3 separate regions of the Drosophila melanogaster genome follow, and regions 1 and 2 are each linked to region 3. A link is a contact called in public Hi-C data. All regions are on one chromosome and are shown on one strand. Each heading gives the region's core, a stretch centred on a gene start, on an enhancer-like site or on the middle of the called end of the contact. The rest is flanking DNA. Distances are from core to core; before and after follow the strand shown.

Region 1 (3,747 bases), core at 560-3,059, 220 kb after region 3:
TCCTTCCTTGAATTCTGTGTAGATGTTATTGAGAAAAATAAGGAAAGTATTTCCATAAACTAATGATTTTGTGCACATTAGGATATAGGCAACTTACCATCATCCAGTCCCATTATGTACATGGTATCCAATGAGTCAACAATGGTTAGTCCCAGACCGAACCACTCGTGGGAGTACTGGGAGATGGGCTTCAGGTTGTCGTGGCCCCAGGCATACTTCTTGTAGCCAGCCCAGGAGTGCTTGAAGGCGGCTACAACAGCCGACTGTCTTTCGTTGGTGGCGCCATGGAAGTGCTGGCCCTTGGCCAGAATGGGCTTGATCTTTTTGAGATGCTCTTTGAAGCTAACGCCGCCCAGAGTGAGTGGGTTCTTGATGGCTTGCTCAAGCTGCTCGCCCTCGCTAAGCGGCTCTGCTGGATCCTGGGCGACGGGCTCCTCTACATTGTTTAGGATGTCGATTCCACCGATGTCCTGCTCCTTGTTACTATCGGGGGGAGGCAAGGCCACGGCCATGGCCGAGGCCTGGGGAAGTCCTTCAGCAGCCACCGTCTCCGGCAGACGGGCCACGTTCTCCGCTGAGTTCGCTTCTCCATAGGCAACTAGCTCATTAAACTGAAATTGATTGATATTGAGATATCATTAATAGATTTTACTGGAAGTGTGCTGCGTGGGCAATAAATCAAACACCAATAGTCAATCGTATTGATACGCATGCTATCTTAATAGGCAAACAACTCCAGCCACTTAGGCACTTATCAATTAAGTGGGGGGCCTACTTACCTTATCACTAACCGCCTCCACCCGGGGTGCTCTCTTATCGGCCGGAACAGGTACCGCAGCAGTGTCTTTGGGCACATCCTTATCCACCCCCGGATGATGGTGCGGATTGGGCAGGGGCATTTGATATGCTGCCACCTCGGCCTTGGTGTCCACATCCTTTAAGCTGGCAGCCAGCAGCTGATCGCCACTTAGGCAGAGCAACACTGTCACGCAGAATCCGGTGATGCCCAGAATAATGAGATTGCGCTGACAACGCGGTAGCTGATTCCAAGCCTGAACCGTGAGACAAAAGATCGTACTTATAAGTTCTGGGTTTCTTGAGGATGTCCCAGGACCCCAGCAACTGGACTTCTGCCAGGTTGCTACCTACCCGACGCAGGCTCTTCCTGCCCCGCTCGTCCGTCGTCGCCGCTGATCCCGGCGGGAGTGTGAGCGTTATGTGACCGCCGTCCTTCATAGTGTTTCACTAAATGCCGCCGCCGGAATTCAGAGTGTGGGAAAGTTGGATGGGAAATTCCACAGCATTCGCCTCGAATAAAAATCGATTGCTGTGCGCCGCTGGCCGCGGAGGAATCGGAGCTAACTAACCAAGGTTGGTCCAACTACTACCTCTTTTATGCCTTAATCATCTCTATACGTGCCAGTGCATTAATTTATATATGCTAGTTCTGGCCCACACTATGCAAAATTACAAATAAGAAATTCTAAAATTATTTCACGAGAGCTGCATTTTTGAGCTGCAATGCTGCCAACTTGTTCTTCAACAGTCCGGCCAAAACTAAAGATGGGGCTAGCAATCATTTACTTTTGAAATACCTCTTAAATAAAAAAAAAGCAAATTAAATTATATTTTAGATATTATCACTACTTTATAAAAGAATTTTTCTAAAGAATATATATTAATACGAAGTGGCTAATTTTTTCGAAAATCCAGCTAACACAGTATGAATTTAGCCAAATCTAGAGTGGCCAACACTAGTCCCACTTAACAGTGATTTATTTGGCAGCCCTGGTAAGCTCCAAGTGTGCCCACAATACGGCATTAAAGTGGTCACATCTGGTCACATCCCATTTTCACATCAAAATTTCGACGGAAGTCGGTGCGTAAACCCATAGCCCATTTTTAGTTAGATAATAGCACTTAAAACCCAAAAAATAACACCTACAGCCGGCAACGATAGCGATAGACCCATAGGAAAGCGAACCGCAAACCGACGATGCTCCGAACCCGACTCATCCAGGCGGCCAGCTCCGCCCAGCGAGCGTTCTCCACCAGCCAGAAGGCCCTGGCGGCCAAGCAGATGACCGTGCGAGATGCCCTCAACAGCGCATTGGACGATGAGCTGGCCCGCGACGACCGCGTCTTCATCCTGGGCGAGGAGGTGGCCCAGTACGACGGTGCTTACAAGGTGAGATCTGCGACTTTTCCTGCCCCTGCGCGATTACGTAAACAGCAAGCAGGCGGTTGCGACGACGACAGCTGATGCAGGTGGCCGGGATGGGGGAAGTTGGTGGTCAGCGGGGTGATATATGCGTGCTATATGTAACTACTGATAGTGATTCCGAACAGGTCGACGCGAATCCGAATGCGTGATCGGAGTGGGCAAGGTCACGCAGAATATGTGTGACCGACTGTCTGCTGATTATATAGATTGGCCCATAAAACAACGATTTGTTTACCCATTTGAGGTGGATTGATAACCGGCGTTAGCAATTCTATCCTATTAGATTCATTTAAACTATGATTGTGGCTACTGGTGTAACAACTAGATAGGACACGCAAAGTACAATACAATTACCTGTTAGAATAATGGTATTTCCTGAAGAAATCTTAGTTAATGAGTTATCAGCTTGGAAAGTTTTACAAACAGATAAAAGGTTCCCATCCTGAATAAGCCCTACATATTTTTCTGGTATCCTAACATTCTATTAATCATTTAATGCCCTTTTTAGGTTTCCCGTGGACTGTGGAAGAAGTACGGCGACAAGCGCGTCATCGACACGCCAATCACAGAGATGGGCTTTGCCGGCATCGCTGTTGGCGCTGCCATGGCCGGTCTGCGTCCCGTGTGCGAGTTCATGACCTGGAACTTCTCCATGCAGGCCATCGATCACGTGAGTTGCCTCATCCTTGTCCTAAGAACCACTCCCCGCACTCCAGCAGTAGGCTAACTACTCATATTATCTCATTGCCAACAAAACGTAAACCAAAAGAAAGAACACGACAATCCAATACAAATGCCTCACAACTCCAACAGCTAGCAAATAGACCAATTCAAGTGCAATATGCAGCGGCGCTTAATGGGATAATATGGGTGGATTAGCTCCTGCCCCAAGTCATAGATCGGACCTCACTAATCCCCACCCATATTATCCGATTATGTGCAGGCAAAGATACTCGATTGCGCCAAGCCGCCAGTCGGTGATCGCCCTCTGCCAATAAGCCTCATAATTGAAAGTCCACGCTCAACTTGGCTGAATGAGATCAACGACATCCTGCACAGAGATCGAGTCGGCGAGGTGATTGCGCCGCCGCTGGACAAGAGCAAGTCGGACAAGATGGAGGCGGCCCGCCTCATCGTCATTCGGCGGCGCAAGATGAAGAAGCACAAGCTAAAGAAGCTGCGTCGCAAGATGAAGTTCGAGTGGGCCAAGGTGCGCCAGCGCCGCGAGATGCGCAAAGAGAAGGCCTTCCAAGCAAAGCTGATATCCCAGATCAAGCAGGCGGAGGCATTCAGTGCGGAGCAGCACGTGGCGGAGATCCTGCGGCAGGCCAACGAGACGCCGCTGCCGCGTTTCTGGAAGGGACGCCGCCTGCCGGCATTTATCATTAAGCAGAAACTAGGCATTAAGTAAAGATCAAGACGGAACAGAAAGGAGTGCATCAAATAAAGCGTATTAACTTGAATTGGCGAATTTGCAGTTTGATGGAACAGGCATCCACACTGAGCATTATTTTCATTCATTT
Region 2 (3,713 bases), core at 116-2,615, 170 kb after region 3:
GCCGTGCATCACTCTATCCATCAGGCGGAACATGAGATTCAATCGCTCCGTTTCATAGTCCCTGATCAAAGCCGGACACTCGGCGATGATTGAGTTGAGGTGGTCCACTATGAGCACATTAACCAGCGTGTAAGTAAGTATACTGAAGCTGCTGGGCTCCAGATACCGCTTGGCCCTAACCTCCTCCTCACGCAACTTTGAGTCGGCGTATTTCATATAGGCCAGCACTCCGTTCTCTTGCTGTTGTTCGGCGGATTTCAGGCGATAGAACTCGACAGTGGCCTTAAGGTACGCCATCTCAAAGTTCTCCCTGTAGATCTCTAGTTTGTCCTCTGCATTCGAGGAGAGATTCACATAGCTCTCGCGCACGCCTACCACTAGCTGGGCATCATAGGCATCGCCGTTCCGCTCGGCGTGCACAATCTTCATGGCCGACTCCTGCAGACGATGCTTGATGTCGTGGAATATGTGCTTGTTCCAGGAGTCCAGCATTAGTTTTCGTACAGGACTGTCCTCCGTGGGGTTTTTCTTGGAGGTAGAGGTGCTGCTGCTGGAGCTCCCACTTCCGGAAGCAGCTGCAGCTGCCGCTGCTGAGCTTGTGGAGGCGGATGTGGAGGCTGCAGCAGCGGCGGCTGAAGTGGAGGCTCCAGCTGCGGCTGAGGTGGAGGCTCCTGACTTTCCAGCCTGGCCGCTGCAGGAAGTAGCTGCTGCCGCCGCGGCGGCACTCGTACTCGCTCCCGAGGCGGAGACGGATGCGGAGGAGCTGCTGCCACTGGAGGAGGGCTTCACCTGGGGCGACTGCTCCAGCTGGCGGAAAGGCAGCGGCAGGTAGTTGGACTGTGTAAAGAACTTCCGCCACTCCACAATATAGGTGGCCAGAAGGGCCTGCTCGCCCCGTTGCGCTTGCACCTGGCTTTGGGCCTGGACGATAAACTCAACGATGTCCTGCTGCAGGCAGTCGTAGATCTTGGCCGCGCCCTTCTCGTCCCACAGGCACACGAAGTGTACGCCGAAGAATAGGTCCTGCCATTCGCGCTGCGACACCGTGTCCTGGCGCAGTAGCTTTAAAACTATTCGCCTTTTGTCCGGCCAAACTTCCTCGAAGATGTCCCTGTCCCGTTTCCCGATTGCCTGTCGTACAGGGAGATAAAGGTATATGTGCACACTGAACTCTATATGCGTTTTCATCGCCGATCAGGTCACTTACCCGTAGCATTTTGATCGTAGCAATCTCTTTGTTTTTGTTGCTGCGTCCGCTTCACTTCATTTATATTTATTTTTTGTAATTAGGCGATACGATACGATAGTTGGCTATCGACCAGTGTTGGTAAAATTTCGCCCGTAGGGCTTATCGCCCATCGACCAATCGATTTCGGGCAGTCGATAAAACAACAGTTCGGAGTGCAGCAAAAGTGCGGGAAATCTGCGGAAATGTTATTAATCGAACATTAAGGGATACCTCGCCCAGCCGCGGTAATAATAACCAAGGAGAAATAGGGCAATAATACAAAGTTGTCTTGTCGAGGGTTTTGTGAAGTTCGCTAGTTTGCCCACTTCGTTTTGGTTTTTTTCTTCTCTACCTCTTCGTGCGCGAGTGAGACAAAAGCAGTACTAGCAGACATCTCGGTCTAGCACACGTCCCCGACCTAATGTCTGGTCTGCATTGTTTCAGGGCTGTCAGATGTGCCTGAAATACTCAGTTCCGCATTTCAAAATATCGCTTACTATTTCGTGTTCTAAAAATAATATATTTTGTTTTTAGTGCGGAAACTTGTATGGTTTTCTTTATATTCTTATTTGTTAAACTAGTAAAATAAAGTTATTTATCAATTTAATTTCGTTACGTTATTGCCGTCTTGATGTTTATTTACATTCAAAAAGTCTTTCACAGACAGGTGTCAACCCTAGTTTTTATAACTTATCGTAAACAACGCGCTTAAATCTTTATAAATCACAAAGAGTTTTCTAAGCTTTTATTAAAGTGACTGTTTTATTTATAAACATTGAATTCTTGTAGAAAACCATATTTTTTAGAGTGAATACAATCGATGGTTGCGGGGCAAACATCGATGCTGCCAGTTATCTGTATACATCGATAGTATCGACTAACCATCGGCTTCTCTTCCAGCTCTAGCATTCACCATTTCCCTTTGTTTGCGGCGGCGGCGCTCGTTGTACGGCCGTGCGAATCGAGAGAAAAACGCATAAAATCGGGGAAAGTGCACTAGCCCCGTGCTGCAATGTAAATAAACAAGGCTCTGATGAGCAGTTGCCGATCAAGTGCTTCGATTAGCCAGCAAAATGTGCGTACAAGGCGAGAATCAGTGACGAAAACAACAACTACGTGCTGCTGCGTTCATTGACGTGACGCGCGAGAGTGAATGTGTGCGTGCGTGTGTGTTTGTGTGTGTGTGCTGGCTGCTGGCGAGTGAGTGTGTGCGTGCTCCCCATATGTGTGTTGTCGAAAAAGCGTTTTTCAAACCACAAGCCAGCAACAAACAAATCACAACAGCACGTCACAAATTGCAATAGAAGCAGAAGCAGCAACACCTCAAATCAAAAAAAGGCCCCACAACAACAACATCTGTCGAGTTCTCAGAGAGTGAGAAAAAGAAAGAGCGCGTTAGAGTGAGAGAGGGGCAAAAAGAAAGTCAACAGTCGCGTGTGAAATGAAATTCGAAAGATGTCCGCGTGTGTGTGTGTTGAGTGTATAGAATTGAGTAAGAAGCAGCGCGGCAAAAGGAAATAAGCAAAAGCAATAGCCAAAAGGAACCAACAACCAGCAGCAACAAATTACCCAATGAATCAATCAAAATTGGCATAATTTGCATTCGCCGACGTTATTGTCTATAAAACCCCCCTGAAAAAAACACCACACAACAGAAGAGCAGCACAAATCTTTTGCCAATGAGTCGCAGACAGTCATTGGATCGACCAGGTGAGAAAATGCCAATCAAAAACACACACAAAAAAACTACGAATAGAAAATCCAAATTCGTAATCACGCTTACTGAGAGCAAGAGCAAGAGCGTGCAGCATCCGATTCTGATTTTAAAAATGCACTTGCGCACGTTCTCTTCGCCGCTCTTCTCGCTGCTTCGCTCTCGCTGCTCTTTCGTGCTAAAAATAAACGCTGGCTGCGCAGCTGCTCCCAAACACTTGAACTTTGTAAACACCTCCGACACTCCAACAATTCGGCCATTGTACAGTGACAAAAACCAGCGTAATTATGAGTCTTCATCAAAAAGCCAAATCACTGAAAACTATAAATGAATGCAAGGGGCGGCCATCCGCTCTCCACTCGCTCGCCATTCTATTTTTAACCCGACTTTCATCACTCTCGAGCGGGGAAAAGAGAAAGTATCTGTCACTGTCTTAAGCAGATGTAAATGTGCCTCATATAACTATAGCCTTTATGCACTGTTTGTCCATGTGTGAGTGTTGTCCGGGAAGAAAGCAGCAGATCAAAAATCACCAACTTTGGTTTGTTTGTGTTTTGTTTTCGCCAGGGCAATTAGTATTATGGGCGAATAATACCATGGTAAAAGCCAGACGCTTGAAGTTTGGTCTGTTTTGTTTGAGGAACTTATCGGAAGTTCATAAAGATTGAGCCAAATTTATTATTACTTTTTAATAAGTAAAAAGTAAGCTTTGGAAAATGCATTAAGCAGCAAATGAGAAAGGATAGGTGGTACATGGATGAGACTATTGTA
Region 3 (3,876 bases), core at 696-3,195:
GTGCCTCCACTTGGCTTTGACCGTGATTGTTACGAGCAGTTAGACGCGGCGGATCGATAATTAAGCCAGTGGTGACAGGTGGGTGGGAAAGGGTCGGATGTGGAAGGTTGAGGGCAAACGGAACTCACCATGTGTCAGTATGTTGATGGACTCGTTGTGCCAGTAGAACAGGCTGAGGAGGCATCCTTTGAAGGTCTGAAGCGGTCTGTAACCCCGGAGTACGTAGGGGTTGAACTGAAGATACGTGGGCATGTCCTGCCAGGGCAGCAGTTGGACCACATTCCCGTCGGATCCGGAACTGCTGCTGCTGCTGCTGGAGTTGCTGGCACTGCTACTAGGCACCGATGCAGCTGCAGCTGGTGGATGCTCCGCTGCAGGGACTACCGAGCCTGTTGCTGATCCCGATCCCAGCAAGGCAGACGTTGGCGTGGTGGAAGCTTTGGCGGAAGACGTGGATGATGTGGCGGGAGTATCCGGCTGAGTGGGTTCAGTGGATGCTATTGCGGTTGCTGTTTCCGGCGCCTCCTTGCCTTTCATTCCGTTCAGGGAATGGGTCTCAGCGGGAGCACTTGGGATGCCTGGAGCTCCACACGCTTCCACTTGGCCATCAATGGCGCGTGTAGGCGGCGTGGGTGGCGGAGTCAGCGACATGGTCTCCACGGTGCTGCCCAGGCAGTCGCATCCAGTGCTTCCTCCTCCAATCCTGGTCTTTGTGGAGCTGCCCAGCAGCTGCTGATCGGGTTTCAGGTCAACGGCGACTGCAGCGGCGGCGGCGGCAGCGGTGTCCATGCCGTGCTAATCCCTTTGATCGTTTTCGAAATCGGTAACGGTTACGGTCTCGGGCTCACTTTCAGTTCTAATCACTGTTCCAGTTCCGGTTCCGGTTGCGTGGCCGTTTCCGTTTCCGGTTCCCTAGCTGGCCAGCTGAAAGCGAAAGCAAACGTCATGAATTATGGATCGTCTATATGCGGCGGGCTAAGATGCGATTTGTTACGTATGTGTTGGCCAAAAAAAGCACGTGCGAAAGCGAAAAGGAAAATGAAAACGAGACCAGGACAATGTCAACACACACACACTCGCACAGCAGCCTCGTGACCCAAAAAGGCCTGCGCCATTTGTACTCCTTGGTGTGTGTGTGTAATTGAATATTCCATGCGAATCACGCGAGTCTCGGATTAGGCCACAAATACCAGCTCCCGGGCCCGGGAAAAAATCAATAAAAATACTCACTTCTGCCATGGAACACGCACACGTTTTTGGTACAGAATCCTCCTCGCAAAAGTAGAGGGATTACGTTTTTTCGGGGACTACAATCCTGGACCGATGCTACGATGAGCAGGTTTCTCCACTCGGCTTGCAGATGTTACGTGGGCGGGGCATACTATATAGTTTATCGGTATTCAAGCCATTCCATCGGCTTCCGTGGGCTTCTGTCGGATAAAATAAAGTATATCCCAGCTAGATGGACTCTTTCCCAGAGCGACAAAACGCGGGAAGCAGAGTTCGGGGAAATGAATCCGCGTACACGACCGTTGGGATAGGCACGTCAGTATTTGACTGAGCGTGGGCACACGATAACGATACCGTTATTTTTCCTCGCGTATTGTTATGCAATTGAATGAATCGGAACCCGTATTTTTATTGGGCGCCAAAGCAGCGCAGGCGCAGTGCCGAACACGAGGCAGCCAGCTGCTTCTCGCGCAGTTACTCTTTCATTTTAAAAAGTCAAATATACAACAATTAAAAAGATGATTTATTTGTTTTGGACCAGTTTTGTAACAGTCGTCCGAGGCTAGTTTTGAATTTGAATACTTCCCGCCTGAATTTTCATTATGTGGCAACTGCTTACTCTTACCAACACTGTGCTACGACGACCCTTAACGGTTGCATTACTCAACATCGATATCAACAAAACATCGATAAGAGTCGCCCAATCACATGCTTCTCACATCACTAACCAAGTGCAATTCAATTTAATCCGTTGCAAATACCCGCGTATTAATCATATTTGTTGGACTGCAGGCTGCTGAAAAGAGCTGCTAAAAAGAGCAGCCCAGCCAAACGGGCACCGCCATGCGGTAATTTTATCGCAGACGAGCTGCTAGAGGCGAACTGCGCGCGGTAAGCGAAAAAGAGCGCCAAAAGGTGAACATTCCCATGCAAACACTCGCACCTAAGCAGAAACAACAGTACAAAACCCATGCAACTACCCTCGCTGAAGGACAAGCTCATGCCCAGCGGCAGCGTGCAGCAAGCGAAAGCGAATTTCTCCTGGCAATCGCTAACGCAACTCTTGAGCGGCCTGTGGCAGCGCCTCTATTTGCCGCGTTCGCCGTTTTTGGCTCTGCCAGCGCCGCCCCTCGCCACGCCCCCAGCTAATACTACGCAGCGCCGCGCGAAGAAAGAGGTAAGACGGCTGAAAAGCCCCAAACAAGATATGAAAATGCTCGGCAAAACAGATATCTCGAAAATACGGAAAACAAGATATCCAACAAAACTGCTACCCGTCTATGGGATTTGTGGCACCCATACAGACGCAGACTCGAGCGTGCGGGTGCACAGCTGACTACGCAGCACGCCGCGTCGCAAGGGCTGTCGACCTGCTAGCGGACGAAGAAGTAGAAACCAATTCTTGGTTTTTACACCAATAAACTATTTAGCCAGCGCTCAATACATACCAATACCTCATAAGAACGATTTTAGATCTTATATAAAAGTAGAAAAGTTACTTTCCAATTCTTGCTTCCAGAAGCAAGGTTTTGTGGAATTTTATCCCTTTTATTGGTTGTAGGCCATTATTATTGAGCTGTTTTAGTTTTTCCTAAGTGTTTTGTTTGGTACTGTTGTTGTGCACTCGGCAGCTCTTTTCCGCCAGATTTTTTCAACACTGTTTAGTTGGCGTGCACAACACTGTCTCCCAGACGTGGTGAATAAAATACCAAGTGACGTGAATTGAAGGAAAAAAAGACGATTTTCAACGTAAACGCACACTATTTTTCGGTGTGTGTGAAAAGGCCAACAAGCGTTTTCAACAACAAGCAGAAGCCAGGATTTACAGGACAACAATTGTGGATATAGCGGCAGCAGCAGCTGCTCAAAAGGCAACAACAACGGCAGCGACAGCGACGCTTCGGCCAAGCAACAACAACAGTAGCAAAGCAAAGCCAGCGGAGCGCATAGCACAAAAATCAATTTTCGCGCTCGTGAAAAATATCAGCAGCAAATTGCAAGGTATATGTGCTAATGGTTAGCTAATTAAAATGCGAAAGTTTGTGGACTCTTTCGTTGCTTTTATTTGTAGTCCGTTTTTCCAATGCACTCACACAGAGCCACAATATTGCAATTAGCTTGAGCGCCCGCGTGTGCGAGTGTGTATATGTGTATGTGGGTGTGAATGTGTGCGTGTGCGTGCCAGCTGTATTCCGTACTGTACTCACCTCTAGATGGGAACAGCTGAAAGGGGTGGTGGGTGATACAGGGCTGTTCCCAGTGCTCACACCACCCGTTGACTTACAGTTCATAAGTACATATGTGCATGCATATATGCGCATATAGGCAGTAGTATATAGCCTATAGTTAAAACTTATAGGTCTCCTAATGGTACCACAGACCCACTGACAATGTGTGTACGTTTTCAGATGCCCAGAACAAGGAGACTCCACCACTCAAGGGATCGCTCCTCGGCGGGCACACGAGACAAGCGCCGACGACACGATACTGCCGATCATTCGCCACCCCTAGCTGAGGCCCCATCGCCGTAAGTTCGCCATCATCTTTGCATTCTCCGATATTCCCATATTCTCGGAATTCTCTGCGAGCTATGTGAGGAACTACTCAGCTACCCATTGTACTCATGGTCTCCATTATTTCACTGCA

The links. A called contact is a pair of places that touch in the nucleus more often than the background predicts.
Region 1: a contact with region 3 is called in a Hi-C map of the Kc167 cell line, with 1.9 times the contacts expected there. The contact joins the promoter of Pdhb here to the promoter of Doa in region 3. A contact is called at or near these places in 9 of 107 Hi-C or Micro-C datasets (the D17-c3 cell line, the Kc167 cell line, the S2 cell line and 4 more) and 1 of 6 datasets of contacts at active chromatin or transcription factors (the Kc167 cell line).
Region 2: a contact with region 3 is called in a Hi-C map of the Kc167 cell line, with 3 times the contacts expected there. The contact joins the promoter of Bicra here to the promoter of Doa in region 3. A contact is called at or near these places in 4 of 107 Hi-C or Micro-C datasets (the Kc167 cell line, the ML-DmBG3-c2 cell line and the S2 cell line) and 1 of 6 datasets of contacts at active chromatin or transcription factors (the Kc167 cell line).

The regions. Positions count from the first base shown.
Region 1 is chr3R:29,111,262-29,115,008 of dm6, forward strand. It overlaps Pdhb (Pyruvate dehydrogenase E1 beta subunit), which reads left to right and starts at 1,810. Exons shown (of 6, transcript NM_170386.2): 1 at 1,810-1,879; 2 at 1,948-2,188; 3 at 2,733-2,894. The coding sequence starts at 1,997. alpha-Man-Ib (alpha-Mannosidase class I b) reads right to left here and starts at 1,561. Exons shown (of 6, transcript NM_143410.4): 1 at 1,150-1,561; 2 at 780-1,052; 3 at 98-611; 4 at 1-14. The coding sequence starts at 1,236.
Region 2 is chr3R:29,061,675-29,065,387 of dm6, forward strand. Bicra (BRD4 interacting chromatin remodeling complex associated protein) reads left to right here and starts at 1,366. Exons shown (of 9, transcript NM_001276122.1): 1 at 1,366-1,473; 2 at 2,129-2,938. The coding sequence starts at 2,908. It overlaps Cul5 (Cullin 5), which reads right to left and starts at 1,301. Exons shown (of 7, transcript NM_143408.3): 1 at 1,208-1,301; 2 at 1-1,131. The coding sequence starts at 1,216.
Region 3 is chr3R:28,886,128-28,890,003 of dm6, forward strand. Doa (Darkener of apricot) reads left to right here and starts at 1,946. Exons shown (of 14, transcript NM_001144648.3): 1 at 1,946-2,121; 2 at 2,179-2,407; 3 at 3,639-3,757. The coding sequence starts at 2,201. It overlaps CG33203, which reads right to left and starts at 1,582. Exons shown (of 8, transcript NM_001170294.2): 1 at 1,231-1,582; 2 at 129-924. The coding sequence starts at 789.